3 separate regions of the Hordeum vulgare genome follow, and regions 1 and 3 are each linked to region 2. The links are chromatin contacts, called in public Hi-C maps. All regions are on one chromosome and are shown on one strand. Each heading gives the region's core, a stretch centred on a gene start, on an enhancer-like site or on the middle of the called end of the contact. The rest is flanking DNA. Distances are from core to core; before and after follow the strand shown.

Region 1 (2,700 bases), core at 117-2,616, 290 kb before region 2:
GTTAATAGAATCGTCATTTCATATAATGATTTATTGCATTTTTGGGTCTATGATGCTCAAATATTTTTTCACTCAAGAAAAATAAAAGAGAAGGGATAAGACGACTTCCTGTAAAATATGAATGATTGTGAATGTGTTAGAATTTCACTTGGAGTTTATGAAGTTCGGTTGATACATTTTTTATTGTTAAGAACTCCTTTATATAAATGTTTTCTAAATTATTGTAGCACAACAAAATGTTCATTGTGCTCTAAATTACTATGTTATTTTTTTTGTATTTTGGTTATGTTTTTATTTGAAAACTCTTTATGTTAAAAGAAAACACACGCATGCATGCATACGGCAACCACGCCGGCCGACCTACTTCCTTCGTTTTTAAATATAAGATTTTAAAAGTTTTTATTAAAAAACTACATATAAATGTATATAGACATACATTAGAGTTTAGATTCACTTATTTTGCTTCATACGTAGTCTCCTAATGAAATATGTAAAAAAAAAATATATTTAGGAATGGAGGGAGTAGTAGCCAGCCATGCTGCCAGCCAAGCGTCCCGCTCGCTCGCTGGCGAGCACCTCCCCATGCTTTCCCTCATCTCTCTCTCGCTCCCGCACCTGCCAGGTGGGGCTCAGCACCATCATCCCTAACCTTCCCCGTTGGCCACGGCATAGAGCCGCCGCGCGCCCGCCCGAAACTGCCGGCCTCACCTTGCAGGATAACGCTTATCCCGCAGCCTCGCACCGCCTAGCCGCACCTATATAAAGGCCCTCGAGCCCCTCGTTCCATTCAGCAACCCCGCTCCTCCTCTCGCCGCTTGTAGCCGCCGTCGTTCCCATTTGGATTTCGCCCACCGAAGCTTATTCTTCGGAGAACTACAACGCCGATGAGCCACCATAGTCCTGTTTGTTTTCAAAAATCGGACCCCCTCATCCTGTCGCATCTTTCTGACATCTTCTTGGCCCCTAGGTTTCGTCGGAGCCGCCATACGAACGATGTCCGAACCACCGGAGCACCGGAGCTCAACCACTTCGCCGCTTTCCCTCCGGTCGTTGCTGCCGACCGCCGTCACCACCACCCGAAGGCCCTTGCCGAGCCGCACCTTCCCCGCCTCTCCGACGCCGCCGGCAATTGTCGGAGCCGCCGCCCGCCAAAGCTGAGCTCCCTGCCTTACGGGAGCTCCTCTCCTCTGTAAGCCGCCTCCTTCTCCTTCTTATGTTATGTAGAGTAGGTTGGTTTATTTTCCTTTAGATCGAACCGGTATTAGATCAAAGTTAGGTTTTTTAGTTGAACCAACCATTCGGTTTTCTTTTAGTTAGCCGAACCGCCTCCTTTTACCAAAGTGCGGACGTCCACTTCTTAGTGCCTGCAGTGAACACAGACAAACAACGAAGGCCGGCCACGTCGCGCTCCAGCGGCGAACGGCCTTGTTTTAGCATTTTCAAAAAACGTTGTCATGGCAGCCTTTTTAACAGAGTTGTTTCAAATTTTTAAATAGCCTCAACTTTTTTACGGTAGATCCAAACCAGATGAAACCAGCGGCAGATTCTCCGTCTTCAATAGATCTATCCAGAGAACCTATGCTTACAAACTTTGCAAGTTAAAAGTTGAATTTATTTCAAATTTGAATTCAAACTCTATTAGGCCATATCTCTTAAACCGTATGCCCGTTTGAGTCAAATATTTTTGCACTTCGTCACCCAAGATAAATCCTATGCCATGAATCATTGCCACAATATTTTCACTCGATTAGTTCCTATCCATGATAACTTTTACTAGTATGCCCTTTAGGAATACTCGTGCACATCACGAATTTCGAACCATATTTTCACACCTTGGTTTTATAGAAAAATTGCATGCTCTTTATGTGTGTTGGATTTTATTTGGCTTTTGCGAATATTTGTGTTGGTTGTTACTTAGCGTTCTATGAATGTATTTTTATGTGTATTTGTTTTACCTTTGCGATAGATTGTCCAGAGTGTGAAGCCAAGTACTATCATTCTCTAAAATTTTACTCCCAGTGCGAAAGCAAGTCTACATCTTGATCATACTTGTTGTTACATATGTTTTTATATTCACATAGTCCTTTATGGTAGGATTTCATGGTAGGAATTTTATGTCTGATGGCTTTGCTTGCACCTAGTAGTTCATTTGAGGTAGGTCTGTACCGTACAACTTTGTCGCTACCCTGTTAAATTATTAACGCTTCGTCAAAGTAGACGTGAATAGAGAGTGACAAAATTGTAATGAGGACCAAGACTTTAATGAACTAACTTGGTGAAAATTGGTTTGTATGGTGTCCAAGTACACTGGGAGCATTCATGGGAATCCATGGGAGTGCACATTAGTGGTCTCTCCACCCAGGCTTAAAGGGATCAAACGTATATTTATGTCTATAAGCTTCCGTGTGTAGCCACAAGACAATATGGGCTTTGGCTTAGTTGAGTAAATGGTATGACCTCTTTCAGGTTAGGCTACCAGATGTAGATGATGTAGATGTACCGACCTATCCGTGGGTTAGGGGAAAATGCTTTCGAAAGACTATGTCTCGATCTTCCAGCTCTCAAACACCAGGCAGGGCGACAACTACAAAGGAGGTGGTCGAGTATTGTGGGTAAAAGTGCACAAACCTCTGCAAAGGGTAAAACTAATTGATTAGCCATGTCCCCGGTTACGGACAACTTGAGCTTTTAGTAGTGGAA
Region 2 (2,700 bases), core at 46-2,545:
CGTATTTTTTCCGTGTTTTATGTTTTTTCCGGATTACCCGAAGAAAAAAGATCCCTCCAAACCTATTAGCATGAGATTTAGTTTTGTAGATCTTGACGAGAAATGCATCTGTGAAAAAACGTTTCATGATTTTCACACACTGTTCAAAAGATAAAATATTTTGAAAAAGTGAATGTATGAAAAAAAGCACAAAGCTCTAGGACTGAGACAAGTGCCATGCAGGCATTTAGCCACGTGTCATCACAAAGAGGAGGTGAGAGTGACCTTTGCAAGTGATAGCCTATAACTAGTGATTTCAAAAAATATTGGTCGCGTCTTTTTAGATGATATTGGTCTCATTATTAATAGCTCGTGTCTTGGGCTAGGCCTCAGCTCTTGGTTGTGCTCCAATCGAAGCGAGCCTAGGCTCGTTATCTTGTCCTCCTCACTCAATTGTTCTTTGTTTTGTTTTGGGACAAATTTATTGAAGCTCTTATTAGACACTCGCTGTGTCCAATAAGGACATGTCGCACACAGGGCAGTTCGACTGAACTGGCCCATTGGTTATTACTATTAGCATGAGGGTTTAGTGCAGAACACGAGTCCAATAGAACTGGAACCGTAGCACGCATGGTTACTGTGGCATCAGTTAGAAAATAGTGAAGAAATTGAACCTTTTTTGAAAACGTGAAAAAAGTCAAGTTTGTGAACAATTTTGTAAAACATGAAATATATGTAAAAAATTTACCAAGTCTTTAATCCATTTTTCAGCTTTCCGAACATTTCTTGCAAACTGTAAAAAACAAATTTTTGAACACTTTTTTACTCCAAACATTTTTTAAAAACACTACCAAATTTGGAAAACAAGTTGTTTTTAATTTTGAACATTTTTTAAAAGTGTAACCAAATGTTTATATTCAAAGGTTTTTTCAAATTCAAATAATTTTTGAAAACATGAACAAAATTTCAAAATTTCGAGAATTTTTTGTTTTTTAGAAAAAGTCAAAATAATTTGTGAAGAATTTGATTTTTATGGAATAAAATGTGGCTTTTTTAAAAGTAGAGAAAATGGAAAATAAATTAAGGTAAACCATAACAACCGATAGGTAAAATGATAGAACATGATAGAAAATATTGGTTTTAGAACCTTCTAGAAGGTTGTCAAGGCCGTATAGAAAAATACTACGCTATACTCCTAAAAAAGGCTGGCCCATCTCCTCGCTCGCGTGTTCGTTTGGGGGACTATTGGATGCAGTGAGCATCCCATAGGAAATTCTGAAACTCAAGACGATGAGCGAAATCTGAGGGAAAAAACTATACGTTGCTCGATGCGTCAAATTGTTGGTGCTTCGCACATGCAAACGATCGAGCAGCGATACAACGGACCGGCCTGTTTCAGTGCCCCTGGTTTTGGAAACCTTCTAAAGGATCCAGCCGGTTTTTTTTTTGGTTTTGTTAAACTTCTTGAAAGTTACCTAAATAGGTTTTCCTTTTTTTTTACTTTTCTTCTTTCTTTTTTCTTTCCTCACCTAGTCGGTATCCTTTTTATTTTTGCCTTTTTATTTTTTTTCATGTTTATTTTAAATGAATGTTTACAGTTTCAAAATTTGTTCAATTTTTTGATAAAAATATTTTTTTCACAATTTTAAAATGTTCACGGCATCCGGAATTTATCATAATTTAAAAAAATACAGCTTCAAAATTTGTTCTCAATATGAAAAATATTCACAATTTTATAAAAAAATCATGAATTTGAAATTTTTTCAAGTTCCAACATTTGTCCACAATTCTAAAAATGTTTCTGTTTTCAAACATTGTTCACAATTCGAAGAATATTCACAATTTTATAATTTCTTTCATCAATTTAGAAGTTGTTCATGTTTCAAAAAAAATCACAATTTTAAAATTTATGGTTACAAAATTTGTTCAGAATTCAAAAGATTTTCAAATTATTATTATTTTTTTCATGAAATTGAAATGTGATCTCTTTTCTCAATTTGTTCACAATTTGAAAAATGCTCGGGGTTTCAAAATGTGTTCACAATTGGAAAAATGCTTTTGTTTGTCAATAAATGCTTGCAATTTAGAATTTTATTTCATCATTGCAGAAAATGTTAATATTTTCAAATGATGTTCCTAATTTCAAAATTGGATCATTTCATTTTAAAAGATGTTTGGTAATTCAAAAATGTTGATATTTTCAAATATTGTTCACAAACCAAAAAATATTTGTTTTTCAAAAAGGTTCTAGTAGTTAAATTTGTTTCCGTAAATTCAAAAAAATGTTGACATGTATAAATTTTGTTCATAATTTTAAATATATATGGAAATTTAAACAAATGATCCTATTTCGTAATTTTGTTGAAAAATATAAAAAATTTATGGAATTTCAAAAAAAATTCATTTTTTCATAAATTTGTTCAACAATCCAAAACTTTATTTCAATTTCCAATTTGTTCACATATTTCAAAAATGTCATGTTTCCAATTTTGTTCCCAAATTCAAAAAATGTTCACATGTTCCATTTTTTGACAAATTCTAAAATATTTTGGAATTTCCATATATGCTCCTGTTTTCCAAATTTGTTCACATATTCTGAAAATGGTACAGTTTTCAAAATTCGTCAACAAATGTAGAACATGTTTCATATTTTCGAAATAAGGTTAAAATTTTAAAAAAGTCGAGTTTTTTAAAAATAGTTTAATTCGAGAAATGTGTACT
Region 3 (2,700 bases), core at 138-2,637, 410 kb after region 2:
CTGAAGATGCCGAATAGGTTTGCTTGGAAGAGCGGCCCATCTTGGAAATTGAAAGCATGTCTCACCGCGTTTTTCTATTTGGCGTTGCACGCGCCGGTTAGAGTGCATTTTCTTTATCCGGCGCGTGCAGCGTTCGGTCATGGGCTAGCCCATCAGGGGGAGGGGGGTTCAAGTTTTGTGAAGGTTCCAGAAGCTTTTTAGATGTGATTTTTCATTTAGTTTTTTCAAGGACTGGTTTTCTTCGGTTTATCTTTTTCCCTTCGGTTTTTTCATTTGTTCCCTTTTCATTTTTTTTCTTTCTATTTTTTCTGTTTTCTTTTTTTCCTCCTTCTTTCTCATTCGATGATTTTGTTTTAAATTCATGAATTTTTTTTCTTCAAAATCGATGATTTTTTTCAAATTTTTTGTACGTTTTTTCAAATTCGATGAACATTTTTAAACATTTGATGTAGTTTTTTCAAACTTGATAAACTATTTTCAAATTGGGTGATTTTTTTTCCAATTTTTTTTATTTTTCAATTTCGTTGAATAGTTTTCACGTTAGATGATTTTTTTTAAAAATTTGATCAACGTTTTTTCAAATTTGATGAACTATTTTCAGATTCGATGATTTCTTTAAAAAAATTATGAACTTTTTTCTAATTTGATGAACTCTTTTTATCATTTGGTGAAATTTTTTCAAATCCAGTTAACTTTTTTTCAAGTTCAATGAACTTTTTTCAAATCTGATGATTTTTTTTAAAATTCAATGAATTATTTTCAGATTCGATGATTTAAAAAAATGATGAACTATTTTCCGATTTGATGATTTTTTTTTAAATGATGAACTATTTTCTAGTTTGATGATATTTTTTTTATAATTTGGTGAAATGTTTTCAAATTCAGTGAACTTTTTTCAAGTTTGATGATTGCTTATCAAATTCGATGAACTTTTTGCAAGTTTGGTGAAGCATTTTTTCAAATCGATGAACTTTTTCCAAATGTGATGAACGTTTTTAAAAATTGATGAACTTATTTTTAACTTCGATGAACTTTTCTCAAATTGTATGAACTTATTTATATCTTCGATGAACTTTTCTCAAATTCATGAACTTGTTAAACTTCATGTTTTTTTGAATACATGAACTTCTTTTAATTTCGTGAACCTTTTTTTAATACTTGATTTTTTTGTACATGCTTGTAACTTTTTTAAAATCTAAGAATTTTCAACTCTTGTTCACATTTTTCCAAAAACAGTCACGTTTTCCAGGAAAATGGCTATTTGTTGGTTATTTTTTTTGCTACAGAATAGAATTCGCGTCTGTGTCACTTTCGTGAGCCGGCCCACAATGGACTGCTGTAAGTGCCAGTTCCCATTCGCGGCGCTGAAGGTGCTGCATAGGAACACCCTGTGTCACCAGGATTAGTCTTGGGGCCGCCCTTGTTTCTCGCTTAGAGCAAAACATAGGGAAGCCTTGACTGAAGACGAGCGCAAGATGCGCTAACAGAGGTACACGCGAGGCCGTAGGTCACCTCATTTTTATTCACGATTTTTGTTTTCTCTTTTTTCTTTATTTTTGTAACTTTTGGTTTTACTCCCTCCGTCCTAAAAAAAGTGTCGCTGTTTTAGTATAAAATTTGTACTAACTTAGTATTAAATTTGCGCCACTTATTGTGGGACAGAGGGAGTATATGTGAAGAGAAAATGTTTTCCATATATTCAAAATATGTATAAAGGAATATAAAATATGTATGAAAAAATCGATCATCTTGTAAAAAAATTATAATCATGCATTTGAAAAAATGTTGGAACGTATACGTCAAAAATGTCAAAGACGCATTTCAAAAATATTAAATAGCTACAAAATAAATGTTTACCATGTGTTAAAAGATGGTTCATGAAAATTTGAAAAATGTTCAATGTGTATAGAAAAAACGATGACTAGGTATTATGAAAATGTTAATCTTGTATTTCAAAACAATTAAACTTGTATTAAAAATGTATTATATATATACCAAAATTATACAATATGTATGGGAAAAGGTAAACATTAAAAATGAAAGTTATCATAAAATGATAGTCATGCATTTCAAAATGTTGAATCTGTTCTAAAAACTTATCAATTGTTGAACAGGGTATTATAAAATGTAAATATTGTATTTAAAAAATATAAGATTGTATTGAAAATGTACTGGATATATACCAAAATTATACAATATTTATGGGAAAAGACGAACATTAAAAATGTAAGTTATCATAAAATGATAATCATGCATTTCAAAATGTTAACATGTACCAAAAAATTATCATATGTTGAACAAAAAGAAATTGATAAAAATCGACCAAACAAGAAAACGAGAAGCCCAATAAAATACATAGAAAATGAAAAACCAAAAAATCATATTAGAAAATAATCATTTTGTATTTCAAAAATTGTTAATTGCATACTAAATATATATTTCCTTAAGAAATTTGGGTCATCAAGTATTTTGAAATGTGTTGACAGTGTAATACTAAAATGCCTGTGATATAGTCGCTCATTTTTTATCAAAACAAATGTATTAAATTTGTAGATCTTGTATTTAAGAAACATGTGATTAAAAAAATAAACATCTTGTTTAAATTGACATTTAACTGTCGTTGAGTAGAAACATATGGAACATGGATTTGGGAAATGTTTGATAGCCAAACTCTTATCTTAGGAGGGGGGGGGGGGTGGT

The links. Hi-C and Micro-C count contacts between places; a contact is called where the count stands out from the background.
Region 1: a contact with region 2 is called in a Hi-C map of leaf, with 7 times the contacts expected there. The contact joins two enhancer-like sites. A contact is called at or near these places in 3 of 6 Hi-C or Micro-C datasets (leaf and seedling).
Region 3: a contact with region 2 is called in a Hi-C map of leaf, with 3 times the contacts expected there. The contact joins two enhancer-like sites. A contact is called at or near these places in 2 of 6 Hi-C or Micro-C datasets (leaf and seedling).

Annotation. Positions count from the first base shown.
Region 1 is chr3H:103,956,220-103,958,919 of MorexV3_pseudomolecules_assembly, forward strand. No RefSeq gene overlaps it. Among protein-coding and RNA genes, the nearest start is that of LOC123443137, 16 kb to the left of the region's middle. Within about 2 kb of position 1,367, at least 3 of the 3 cell types and tissues checked have open chromatin away from gene starts, as enhancers often do. A contact at or near this core is called in leaf, where this site is marked.
Region 2 is chr3H:104,243,081-104,245,780 of MorexV3_pseudomolecules_assembly, forward strand. No RefSeq gene overlaps it. Among protein-coding and RNA genes, the nearest start is that of LOC123439620, 31 kb to the right of the region's middle. Within about 2 kb of position 1,296, at least 2 of the 3 cell types and tissues checked have open chromatin away from gene starts, as enhancers often do. A contact at or near this core is called in leaf, where this site is marked.
Region 3 is chr3H:104,648,899-104,651,598 of MorexV3_pseudomolecules_assembly, forward strand. No RefSeq gene overlaps it. Among protein-coding and RNA genes, the nearest start is that of LOC123443138, 110 kb to the left of the region's middle. Within about 2 kb of position 1,388, at least 2 of the 3 cell types and tissues checked have open chromatin away from gene starts, as enhancers often do. A contact at or near this core is called in leaf, where this site is marked.